Linked DNA regions of Gossypium hirsutum: all the other regions are linked to region 4. The links are chromatin contacts, called in public Hi-C maps. All regions are on one chromosome and are shown on one strand. The core of a region is the stretch at or near the end of the contact, and the rest is flanking DNA. Distances in the headings are between cores, read along the strand shown.

The links. Hi-C and Micro-C count contacts between places; a contact is called where the count stands out from the background.
Region 1: a Hi-C map of leaf shows a contact between it and region 4, with 2.1 times the contacts expected there. The contact joins the promoter of LOC107900987 here to the promoter of LOC107900997 in region 4. A contact is called at or near these places in 3 of 34 Hi-C or Micro-C datasets (callus and leaf).
Region 2: a contact with region 4 is called in a Hi-C map of leaf, with 2.0 times the contacts expected there. The contact joins the promoter of LOC107901004 here to the promoter of LOC107900997 in region 4. A contact is called at or near these places in 5 of 34 Hi-C or Micro-C datasets (callus, hypocotyl and leaf).
Region 3: a contact with region 4 is called in a Hi-C map of leaf, with 4 times the contacts expected there. The contact joins the promoter of LOC107900994 here to the promoter of LOC107900997 in region 4. A contact is called at or near these places in 5 of 34 Hi-C or Micro-C datasets (all in leaf).

Annotation. Positions count from the first base shown.
Region 1 is chrD06:16,934,608-16,937,654 of Gossypium_hirsutum_v2.1, reverse strand. LOC107900987 (AT-rich interactive domain-containing protein 4) reads right to left here and starts at 1,706. Exons shown (of 15, transcript XM_016826799.2): 1 at 607-1,706; 2 at 319-510; 3 at 59-112. The coding sequence starts at 762.
Region 2 is chrD06:16,539,400-16,542,662 of Gossypium_hirsutum_v2.1, reverse strand. LOC107901004 reads left to right here and starts at 1,965. Exons shown (of 2, transcript XM_016826819.2): 1 at 1,965-3,242. The coding sequence starts at 2,152.
Region 3 is chrD06:16,860,165-16,863,261 of Gossypium_hirsutum_v2.1, reverse strand. LOC107900994 (conserved oligomeric Golgi complex subunit 3) reads left to right here and starts at 1,702. Exons shown (of 25, transcript XM_016826807.2): 1 at 1,702-1,910; 2 at 2,290-2,373; 3 at 2,460-2,567; 4 at 2,724-2,768; 5 at 2,857-2,931; 6 at 3,051-3,097. The coding sequence starts at 1,821. LOC107900993 (DNA repair protein RAD51 homolog) reads left to right here. Exons shown (of 5, transcript XM_016826806.2): 2 at 148-292; 3 at 389-499; 4 at 619-710; 5 at 835-1,254. The coding sequence ends at 1,002.
Region 4 is chrD06:16,710,804-16,714,151 of Gossypium_hirsutum_v2.1, reverse strand. It overlaps LOC107900997 (alpha-aminoadipic semialdehyde synthase), which reads left to right and starts at 2,017. Exons shown (of 26, transcript XM_041095357.1): 1 at 2,017-2,219; 2 at 2,388-2,446; 3 at 2,779-3,034; 4 at 3,111-3,197; 5 at 3,272-3,348. The coding sequence starts at 2,786.

The sequences.
Region 1 (3,047 bases), core at 457-2,956, 220 kb before region 4:
CAAATATATATAACAAGTTTCCATTTGTTCACTTTATGATCATGATCAATAACTTTACCTTGGAATGAAGTGCCTCAGCCAATTTGTCACCGTTGGGAGTCTCTAAATAAACCTGCACAAACATTTGAGAATAAATCAACCAAACATAATAAACTTCAAATGAGCACTGAAAGTCTGAAACCAGCAAAACTAGTAAAAGGAAGTATAAAACAAAAGGAAACATGCATGAAACAATCCCATCGTATAATTTCAGGGAGAATGGGATCAAACTATAAACATTATTAAACAAGTACTACAAGAAAATCATGTCTCACTAACAGTGGTGGGCAATGTGGAACCAAAAAGTCCGTATAAAGCTTCTGGAGTGGACAAGTGAACATCTCCACAAACCAGATAACCAATTTCTTCACTATCAGCATTCTGCTCTCCTTGTAAGTAAACAACATTTGGCTCAGACGATTCAAGAACTCGTCGAACCTCATCGATGCTAGGATTGTTCAGAAGCTGAACCTGCATTTAAATAAGTAAAAGTGCAACTTTATAAGAAGTTCTGCTAAAATGTCAACAGTTAAAAAAGGTTAAAAACTATTAACACGATTTATATACCTCCAAGCGACCTGAAGAAGCAATCTCTGGAAAAAGGTATCTGGACTTATCATTAGAAACTGGCTGCTTCTGTTTATTATCAGAAACTTCACCACCACAAAGAATAGCAAGGAGATTGCAATGGTTCCTTGAAGACCTTTGAGCACTAAACATCATTAAAACATGCCAGACTCAGCAAGACCCAAACTTGCCACTAAGTGCAAGGCACCAATGGCCCCTTTAAGAAATCCCAAAAACCTAAAACATTACTCTGAAATCAAATCAAAACCCTAAAAAGCCAACTGCAAATCTTATTACTCGAAACCTCTGATTTTCCAAAATTCTATCACAGAGCAAAAAGGAACTTCACTTTGTATTTGAGACACTTGAAAATCCCTAAAAACCAAAGGTGGAGAGTTCAAAATCTGAAGAAAACCCACCGACCCAGATGAAATAAACAAGGGAATCGAGAACCCGAATGTACAAAATTACCAAACCAGACGAAGATACCGAGAAAATTTCTCAGGAAGCAAATCCTTCCAAAACAAAAATCGGAAAGTAAAAAAAGAACCCTAAGTTTTAAGAAGAGTCAGTCTCCCAAATAATAAAGAAATCTCAAATAAATAAAAAACCCGAAATGACACATCTTTATTCCTTCTTTCACTAACAATCCCCCACTAGCACCGCCTTTGACAAAAAAAATTAAAATCAAAAACAAAAAAAAAACCCAAAATCAAAATCAAAATTCGATTAAAATCAAAGTAAATTAATTAAAAATAAAAAAAAGCCCAGCCAGAGCCTCCCTTTTTTTCTCTTTGTTGTCAGTATGTATTTTTAATAACTACAGTTTCCCAAGTCAAAAAGAGTGAATTTGATGAACCGTTTGATCAGGAAATCCACAAAAAAGGAAAAAGAAATGCCCATTTCTTAATTGACTTTTTAATAATTTGTTTCTTTCAAGTTACCGTGCTTCAAAAGATATCATAACTAATGCATTATACTCGTTCGCAAACTTTGAGGAGGTGAAAAGTTTCTGTATCTGCTTTTTTGTGTTCTTGAATACTATACTTCAAAGTCCAATACAACCGGAAAACGTTCATTAATGAAGGGTATTTCTAATTTCTTTTCTTTCTTTTTTTTGTTTGGACAAAGATTTAGAATGGTTGGTTTGGTTCTGTTCTCATTGTCCAAGCGATCATGACGGTGATCATCATGGGTAAATTTGTGTTGGGATTGAATGATATTATTTACTGAGACTTTAAAAGCCCCGAAAACAAAAATTCTTTTCAGGTAAATATGTTCTTCGTTCAGCACTCGAACTGCTCGCTTTGTACGAACTGGGACCCAGTTCCCTGGATTTGACTCCCCCACTTTCTTTTTCACTCTTCTTTTCACTTGGTTTTATTCTCAATTTCATCTTTTTATTCTATAAAAACTTAATAACTTATCTTTTATTACAATTTCATCCTTCAAAATTAAAGTGGCAATACTATTAAATTATTGATCTCAACATCAGTTGTTAAGTAAAAAAATTAGCAAAAACATAACCATAACAATAATTTATCACCGACTTTCTGATCCAATTAAAAATTTATTAAATTTTCAAAAAATTTAAAAATTCTGGTTCAATCGATTCTTAACCGATTCAACCGGTTTTTTATTTAATTTTTACCGATTTTCGGTCTAATCAATCCAAAGCCACTTTTCAGGTCGGTCTCTCAACCAGCTGGTTCTGCTCGATTCAAACAACACTACAATTTATATGTAAAAAATTAACAAAAATCAACAGTAATCAAATTAACTCCTTGGTTTTTATGAGGTATATAAATTACAAGGACAAAACTTTGACAAATTAAAATATAAAGATTAATTTTTGGGGATGAAATTCATAATCAAAATCTTAATTTCTACAACAAACTACTTGCCTTTATAATTCTTGGATTATGTTTTACTGAGGATTAATTGTATCATACAGTTTTAAATTATAGGTTAATTCTAATTTGGCTTTTTAATTTTAAAATATTTTAATTGAATTTTTAAAGTATTAGTATTGTATCAATTAGGTTTTTTTGTTCATCAAGTCATTAACTTGGGCATTAAATGCTGGATCAAATTTAATATGAAGGATATTTAAACACAACGATCCCAAAATTTGTGTACCTACTACATGAATAATTTGAATCTATTGCATAAAAATAAAAAATAAAAACAACCTTCCTAAATTTTATTAATGTTGTCTGTTCTTTTTAGCGCTTTAGGTTCAAACTATCAACACAATATATACACGCATGTATAATTTGATTCACATGTTTTAAATATATTTTATGTCAATTTCAAACAATCATTTACAGACTAAATTGATTATTAGTATTTTAAGAATTCAATTACAATATTTTAAAATCCAAGAACTAATTTAAAATCTAAATGATAGTTTGGAGATGTTTAGCAAAACTAACCCTTTC
Region 2 (3,263 bases), core at 716-3,215, 170 kb after region 4:
TTTAATAAAATTCTTTGAGGAATATGAAAGTTTGCAACAAGTTAACTATTGTGTTCTCAAGTACAATGGGGTTATTACAACAAGATAGTCACTCCATGTCCTTCGTTAACTTTAAAACCTATTCTGGTAAGTATTCTAAGTGTGAGTTATGACCTTGACCTTGAGCATTAAGAGAGGAAACAACCTTATCATGTTGGGTTTGGAACTAAGAGGGGGATTATGACTTGCTCTTAACTCTTTTATTATTTTAGTATTTTGCTAGAGTTGTTCTTGGTATTGCTGACATTATTGTTCATACCTCAACTATTGTAGTGTTATTTGGTCTCTTAAAGCCCTATTTGTTCTTGCAGTTTTTGAAATTATTGAGAGTAAGAGCTAGGGTTGGAATTAAGTTTTTATGATGTTTGTTCATTAGATGTTGCCATCGGGCATAAGTTTGGTGAAGGAGGAGCAATGTGGTACCTAGGTTGTGGATGATACTAGCTTTCATAAATGTCGTTATAGGGGTTTTAAGGATGTGTTGAGTGAGGATTGTATGTTTGGCCAACAAGCTAGGTGGTAGGATTGATGGGTACAATGGGTTTTCCGAGGATGGTTCCCTCATGATGAACTATATTGTCCATACTCACCACATCAATTGTTGATGATTAAAAAAAGGTAAATAGAAAGGATGGCGGTTCACACAATGGAGAAGTATTGAGAGCCATTGGAAGAGGATAATAAAAGAGTATATAGCATTGGGTGGATGATTGAAGAAGAGGACCTCTAAAATGGATATTTATAGGCGAAGGTGATCATCCTTTGGCTTTAGATCTTGACACGTGGATTGTGCTAGTATTGTTGTAGTTGGCTACTTAGGGAGTATAATAGACGCTAACGAAATTGAAATACCCCACGTGTGTTTCATGCAAAGGAAACTAAACACATATCCTTCACGAGGTGGACCAAAAACATGTAATGTGCCGATCGTGGATACACGTGCGAGGGACAGTTGTTGTGCATAAACGATGTTGGGACCAGACGAAGTAAAGGTGACGAGGTATTTATTACAAATTCATGTGTAAATTCTACACAAATATAAAATAAACATAATATCTATTATTGACAGCAGTAACAATATCTCTTACTCCATGTTTTATTTTCACTATTATTGGTGCCAGAAAGGTTGAATAAAAACCACAGAAGCCATATCTTAGACGCTGCTAGCCACCTGCAATTGGAGTAAAAGTATTGATGATGGAGACGATGGTATGGAAAATTCTTGTCTTTTAACTTTCTGAACAACGTCTTCAGAAAGGGTCTAAAAATCTTGTCCATCTCTTTGTTTTTAAACAGCAAAATATTGGAAATTTTCTCCTATTTTCCAAAATATAAAAAAGGCTACATTACAACAGTAATGGAGATTCCCTTGTCAGTCATCTCTTTTAGTTGTAGTATTAAGACTTTTGGAAGTGTAGGTTCTTCACAGGCATAGCCTGGTCCCATCGTACTTTCAGACAAGATACCAGAATAACCCTTGCTTTTGCCCTAAAATTCCCTCACGTACATAAATCACCGGTTAAAATGAAGAAATTACATGCTAAAATATCAATCCAATTTACCCAAGAGAAGAAGAGACCATTTGCTGAATCCTGCCTAGTAATTCAGAAGCTGTCCCCTTTGAAATAATGAGGATCAACAGCAACCAAATCCTTCAATGAAATAAAATATATTTAAGCTTCATCATCGCATTTCTGTTTCTTTTGTCTTTTTTTAGACACATGCAAGAAAGATAAAAGCATATGAAACCCCAGTCTATTATTAAGTGGGACTGCGGGATTGATCTTCCCAGGCATGAATGAAATGTAAATGTAGTTGAAAGAGGAGGGCAGTTTAGTAAAGGAAAGTAGTAAGCCTAAAACAAACATGTAAATAAAGGGTAACAAGTGTTGATTGCCAAAACAAGGAAAAATCCAAAACAATTTACAAACCCTAGGTCAGCTTGTATTTATAACACCCCCTCCCTTTGTGAAACTTCAGTCTCCTGCACCTCTCTCTGCATTTCTGTACATTGCATTTTAGTTTTTTTGAGGAAAAAATAACACCCCCATGATCCTTCAAACCAGCTTTCTCTTTCTACGGTACTAAGTTGGAAAAAAATAAAAGTTAGATATGAAGGGTCGATGTTCCAAGCAAGAAGCAAAAGAAGGAATGGAAATTGATAGAATTAGAAACAGTCACAAAGATGAGCCTCCTCAGCTCTCTGGTGCTTACATTCGGAGCCTGGTTAAACAACTCACCACTTCCAGAAGTGCCAAAGACCCTGATTACGTTAATGGCCAAAATTTGAGCAAATTTGGTGAGGGTTTTAGTGCTACACCACAGACACAGAGCCAGGTGCAACCACACGCACCACCTAAACAACTTAAGAAACAGGTTCGGAGGAGATTTCATACCCGCAGGCCTTACCAACAAAGGCTGCTTAACATGGCTGAAGCTAGGAGAGAAATTGTCACTGCACTCAAGTTCCATAGAGCTGCCATGAAACAAGCCAATGAACAGCAACAAGAAGAGCAATCATCACGGTCACTCCAGCCTTCTCCTTCATTCCCACCACCTTTTGAGCAAGAACCAAAGACAAACAACTTGTCTACCTATAATATAGACTATTTTTCCCATTCCTATAGTTGGCCTCCTTCTTCTCCAAGTCCTTTTACATCTACTGCACACACTTTGAATCTACCAGACCAAACCCTAGGTCTAAACCTTAACTTTCACGATTTCAACAACATAGACTCCAACCTTTACCATAACAGAAATAACCCATCAATCTACTCATCTTCATCATCCTCATCTTCCCCAACTCTATCAGTTGTAACTGAAGATGTGCCTTCAGTTGCAGTGTCACATGAAGTGGGGCCTGGGACTATGGCCGATTCAACAGCATCCTACGGTGGGGGAGACCTGCATCAAGCTATGGACGATGAGGGAATGGCTGAGATGAGATCATTAGGAGAGCAGCATCAAATGGAGTGGAATGACACCGTGAATTTGGTAACATCAGCATGGTGGTTCAAGTTCTTGAAGAGTATGGAAGATGGGAACGAAGTGAAAGGTGAGGATGATGGGTACCACAAACCATTTGATCAAGTCATGGAACTCCCTGCCTGGTTGAATGCAAATGACTGTGGCTTGCAGCACCACCATTTCAATAATCTTTTCCCAGATTCTTACTTCCAGGATTCTGATTCTGCCTTACCTTGGTAAGTATCCAGATTTTCAAA
Region 3 (3,097 bases), core at 453-2,952, 150 kb before region 4:
TCAAGTTTGAACTATAGTAGATGGAGATTGTATTAACTGCTTTTTTGTTATACTGTAAGCCATTGAAAATATAAATTCTCTAGTATATCGGGCTTAAGTTATACTTTTGGATTTTGTTCTTATATATATTTTTATATTCAATTGAAGGCTTCGGGCATTGCAGCCCTGGACGTAAAGAAGCTCAAGGATGCTGGTCTTTGTACGGTTGAATCTGTTGCTTATACCCCAAGGAAAGATCTTCTTCAGATCAAAGGAATCAGTGAAGCTAAAGTTGACAAGATTATGGAAGCCGGTATGCTGCTGTTTCCATAATTATGTTGTTCACTATAATCTTGTAAATTGATTTGAAATTAAAAGAAGTTTTTAAGTCTTCTCTGGTGCTTGACAGCTTCCAAATTGGTTCCCTTGGGCTTCACCAGTGCTAGCCAGCTCCATGCTCAAAGGTTGGAGATAATTCAGATAACATCTGGGTCAAGTGAACTTGATAAAATTTTGGAAGGTACATACGCTCTCATGTATCTTGACTTTGACTCTTTAACACTCAGTTAAAATTCACTATATGAACTGTAAATTAATTGTATGTATCATTACACGCTCACTTGGTTTTCTATATAACAGGTGGAATCGAGACTGGGTCCATTACCGAGATATATGGTGAGTTCCGTTCGGGAAAGACACAGCTTTGTCACACATTATGTGTGACATGCCAAGTAAGACCTCTTCTCTTCATTCACAGAGTTTTCTTGCAACTCATGTATATGTTGCACATACTTTTTCTGCCTAACATAACAGTAAGTGCATTTGGCCTGCTTCTAAATGTCTATGATATTTCAGCTTCCATTAGATCAAGGAGGTGGTGAGGGAAAAGCAATGTACATTGATGCTGAAGGGACATTCAGACCACAAAGACTATTACAGATAGCGGAGAGCTCACCTTGCTTGGCCGAGGCTGAAGCTCGATTTCAGATTTCTCCAGGAGGTGTAGCTGATGTTAAAGACTGAGCTGTTTCAGCTCAATGTTTTCCAAACAAGTAGCCGCAAAGCTTCCTTTAATTGATCAATCAATATGTTATTTTGTAGCCACCTGCTTCCGCTAATGAGCAAATCCCAAAACTCTGCTATTTTCTTTCTTTGCAATGAAGCTTGCCAAAAATTGGAAGCATCCGTTACAAAGTCTTGCTGCTCATTTCGTCTGTATATGGAACATGTTATTACTCCTATAAAAAATAAAACAGGAAACTGAACTGAAGTGTATATCAACCTTAAAAAACAAAATTTTCAAGTTTTAAGATTGAATTGGACATTTAGCCAACAACACAAAACTTGTAAAAAATTAGTTAAAAATCAATAAAACCATATTTTTGTAAATATAATTTTCTTAATTTTTATTTGACTTTTTTAACAATAAATTGGGGGTATTTTCATCTTTGATTTTTGTAAATATAAACTTCTTGAAAATTTATTTTATTTATGAAATTTTCTTAGTTATTATTAATTAATGTTTTTAAAATGGTTAAATCAATTGAATTAACTAATTTGATTTTTAATTGCATGCTATTTAGTTCCTTTTTTCCCTTATTGGTGTAAGAGATTAATTAAGACGTGAAAAAAAAAAATAGAAAATGGAATACGACGTCGTTGAAGTGAAAACAGTACGTCTTGAAAGGTCATCAGCTTCACCACGTCAAACCACAACCGGGTTTAAAATGGCGTTAGATTCAATTAGTAGCGTCGTTTAATGAGCAAATAGCTAAAGGTCCGTCTGGTCCATCAGAACCAGACTCCCCAAAACAAAACAGAACACAAAAAAGAAAAAAAGAATGGCAACAAATCCAGCAGCAACACCTCCGAACCTCCCCAAATCTGGAGCCATTTCCAAAGGCTACAACTTCGCTTCTACTTGGGAACAGGTCCTCTTTCTTCTGTACTTACTCTTCCAACTCGTAATCCTTTGCCTTCAACTTTCCGATTTGAACCTCTCCTAATTTAGATCTGCTTTAATTGGATCTCAATGAACTTAAAAAACTTTCAACTCATTTCTCCTGAGTTTGATTTCATTATCTTTAAATGTAGCAATCATAAGATCCGATCTCCTGACAGGAGCCGTAATTGTAACCGAAATGTTATCACATTATTTTTTTGGAGTAAAATGTCATTATATTATTAATAATTCGGAAGAGTTAAAAAATTTTTAGTTTGAAGATCGGATCTGTGTTGTGGAACTGAATGCGCTATTTTAGATTTTTTTTTTTGCTTAATTTGATTTCTTTATTTTGGATTTGTGTGTAGAATGCGCCTCTGACGGAGCAGCAGCAAGGAGCAATACTGATGCTATCTCATGCAGTTGCGGAAAGGCCGTTTCCGGCAAATTTGGTGAGTAATTTTGTTGCTTGTTGCTTACTTTTTTTAATTGCATTTTGGATATTTTGGTGAAAGACGTTTGGAACGTGCTCTTGTAGGCTCAAGAGCGAACCTCTGGGCAAGATGCTGGCTTGTCTGTTTCTACAAAGGATAACAATTTTGGAGATTCTGGAGCTATTGAGGCAATTTTGGTTAATACAAATCAGGTAAATCAGATTTATTATGTGTCTTGTTTGAGTTGGAATCTAATCTTACGTGGATGGTTACATTAGTTTGTTGTTCTAGTGTTCTAATTCTACTAGGGTTATGAAATTGATTAATTCTGATCTAAAGCATTTGCTTCTTTTTCCTATTCTGTACAGTTCTATAAATGGTTCACAGATCTTGAATCGGCCATGAGGTCCGAGGTTAGTAGTCATATCTTGTTGCAACATATACGTTCCTTGGACAATGTTGTTGAATATTTGTTTATTTTATCTAAATTGGTTCTCTTAGACTGAGGAGAAATATCAGCACTATGTTAATACTCTGACAGATCGCATACAGACTTGTGATGATATACTTCGACAAGTACGTTCATGATCTGTTTTATATCTCTGTGTATTCTATCATTTGCTTTGCTGGCTATTTATTAAGTTAGATCTATCTTTTCCTCATGATTTCTAAGCTAGAAGTATACTTCTGTGCAGGTGGATGAGACCTTAGATCTTTTTAATGAACTACAGATGCAACACCA
Region 4 (3,348 bases), core at 768-3,267:
CAATGTATTTCCTTTCCATCCCAACGATAACCCACCTCTTGTACCAATTGCACCTACATCAATACCATTCTCAAAACCACACTTTAATCTTACCAACTCCATCTTCTTTGAACTTAATTTTGTCTCCATAAGAAACAAAATACGGGGATTAATGGCTCGTAACTTATTTTTGAGCCTTTTAACTGTTCGTGATCTCCCCAAACCATGAACATTCCAGCTTAGTATTTTTATCGGCCCCAGCACTCTGACCATCAGAGCTAGCCGAAACATCCATCAAGCCTGATCCCACATTATCATCCATAAGAACTTGTGAACTCTCCACAATTCTCTGTCACTTTTTGCCATCAGACAACGCAATTGGATCATTTTTCTCATCCAAAACTAACTCCATGGGCCCATAAACGAGCCCATCAGTAGTCAAAGCATCGATACACCCATCACGCCCCATGATTGATTTACCAACTCCCTGAATTTGATCCGATCCCAAAGGAACTAGATTAGGATTAGGATTCAAATTCCCACCAGACCTCTTAGAATTATGGCCTAAATCTCTCCCCGCATTTAACGAATTACCAAATTTGACACCTGCCAAATTTTCTTCACTACATGGTGACATGACTGCTGCACATAACCACCTCTCACCACCATGTTCCGACGTCTTACCACTGCGCGCAACGATAAGTCCCAGCCAAAAACTATCTTTGATGAATCAATAGTTAGTCGAAAAGGACAATAGCTCTCCATATGCTCCAACTTTCCACAAATAAAACAGAATAAACTTAACTTCTCATATTTGAACCGAGTATAAACAACCATAGACTTCCCTACCAGAACTTTCTTTTTATGTTTCAAAGGGGCAGTAACATTTAAACAAACACGAACACGCAAATATTTCTAGAGCCCCAAGGTCGGAATGGACGTATCATACTCAATAAACTTCCCACAAAAATCACCAAATTGTTTTGCCATTGATGCACTCATCAGCCCCGGAGGTAAATCGTGAACTTGTATCCAAAACTCCGTATGGTTTAACTCCATCATTGCTGGATTTACCCCAACTGAAACTTTTTGAAGAATAAGTAAATGGTTATTAAAAAACCACGATATACTAGCAATAACCCTTTCAAGATCAACCTCATGAAAAAATTGAAAATGATACCGTTTCTCCCCCAACACCGTTATACAAATTCCTCCTATAGGATGCCAAAGATCCGTCATTGTATTGCGCAGTGAAGGAAAATGAACAACACTGTCTGTTAGACACCGACCAACTAGACAAAATTGATAAGCAACACTCACGATTCCTTCATCCTCTTTATCGCTTCCTCCTCATCATCCAGTAATTTCAAATTCTCCAATGCATCTTCCATCATAGCCACCACACTATTCCAGTCGAAACAAGGAAAAGAAATTGAACGTGAACCACCCAGAAAACTAACAAAAGAAAAGTGAAAGAAACCTGAACCAGAACGACAGAAAAACGTGCCAAAACCAGCAGATAGAGAACCCCGTACCAATAGGGCAGACGAATTAGTAGTTTTTGGGGAGTTAATTTTTATCTATCGATATTTCTTAAATAATAATAATAAAGCACAGTGCACTGGTAGAACCATTTAAAATAACTCCACTAAATAAAATAATATTTTTTAAAATTTTAAAAAACCCTTTACACATAAAAGTGGTGGTACCATTTTGAATAACTCCAACATCATAATTTATTTCTGAAGCTTTCCTTAATATTTATACAAATGGTGTAATTGGACTTTGAGTATTCATTTTGTAAATGCAAGTCTTAAGGAGACGTGATGAGGTGGAGAAAGGGTAACTTGTCCCAGGTGGCAAAAATTGAAACCTAACATTAGACATGATTTAATATGGGAAGGCATTTGGAGCTAGGATATACGTGGACCCACGTGATTGGAAGTAATAGATATGTAATAACTAAAAAGTGGGACCCATCTTCTCTGTCCCTAGCGTCATATCCTCATCATCACCCAAAAACAAAAAAGGAAGTGATAATCCATCCATGTTTCACGAGTAGGATTCCAGATACATGCATTAACATATCATCATTCATTTATTTATACCATATTTTTCTGATAAACTTCCTCCGCTCTGAAGCCTTTAATCCGTATTACGATCTCTTCTTCTATGATTCCAGGGAGCTAGGTGGCAGCCGCCCATCTTTTTTCACAACTAAACTTTTCCTTTCTTTCGACGTAAAGCGGTTCCTCTGTTTCAACGTTATTATTATTATTATTTTCATTGTTAAACTCAATCAATATGATTTCTGAGTTTCAGACTAATATTTGTTCTAATGACATGTAATTCATACATGTTCATAGTCTCTACTCTTCAGTTCAGTGATATATCTTTTTCTTTCCCAGAGTTGTTTGATCACCGCTTCAATTTGGGTTCATCTCATCGTTTAATTCTTCATTTACAAGTAAGTTTTATTTTCTTCAATCTCTGTTTATCTCTCTTACGTGTTTGAATCTGTCCTCAACTTGTTTTTATATAACTTCAAAATCACACTTAATTTGTTCGATTGAATGAGAAATGATCCTAATAAAAAAAACTGTCAGCGGTATTTAAATTTCTCATTGAGGTATAATTGTTCTGCAGCAATTTGTTTCATACTTAATTTGTTTTCTATTTTATTATGGGATCCTCTGTAAGAAACATACTTTGATTAGTATTTTTTGTTCAATACCATTCTAAAGAAGCCTGTAATAGTCCTAGTTGTTCATTTTTTCTCTTTTGTTTTCTGTGGTGAAGGTTCAAGATGCTTGGAAATGGAGTTGTTGGGATTCTTTCCGAGTCATCAAATAAATGGGAAAGAAGGGTTCCTCTCACCCCATCACATTGTGCTCGACTTTTACACAGTGGGAGGGAGAAAACAGGTATAGCTCGTATAATAGTGCAGCCATCGACGAAGCGCATCCATCACGATTCGCTCTACGAGGATGTTGGTTGTCACATATCAGATGACTTATCAGAATGTGGTCTTATTTTGGGTATCAAGCAACCAAAGGTGCTAAAGGTTCACCATTCCCTATTGTTTACATTTTACAATCTTTTATGGCCTAACTGGTTGTGCTTTATTGCAGTTAGACATGATTCTTCCTAATAGAGCTTATGCCTTCTTCTCACATACTCACAAAGCTCAGAAGGAGAATATGCCATTGTTAGATAAGGTAAGCTTCTTTTGTTGTATCTTTGTATGACACTATGAACTTATTGTATGACTTTGTCTATGGCATGCATGTAGATCCTCGCGGAGAGGGTATCGTTGTATGACTATGAGCTTATTGTTGGGGACAATGGTAAAAGGTTACTTGCATTTGG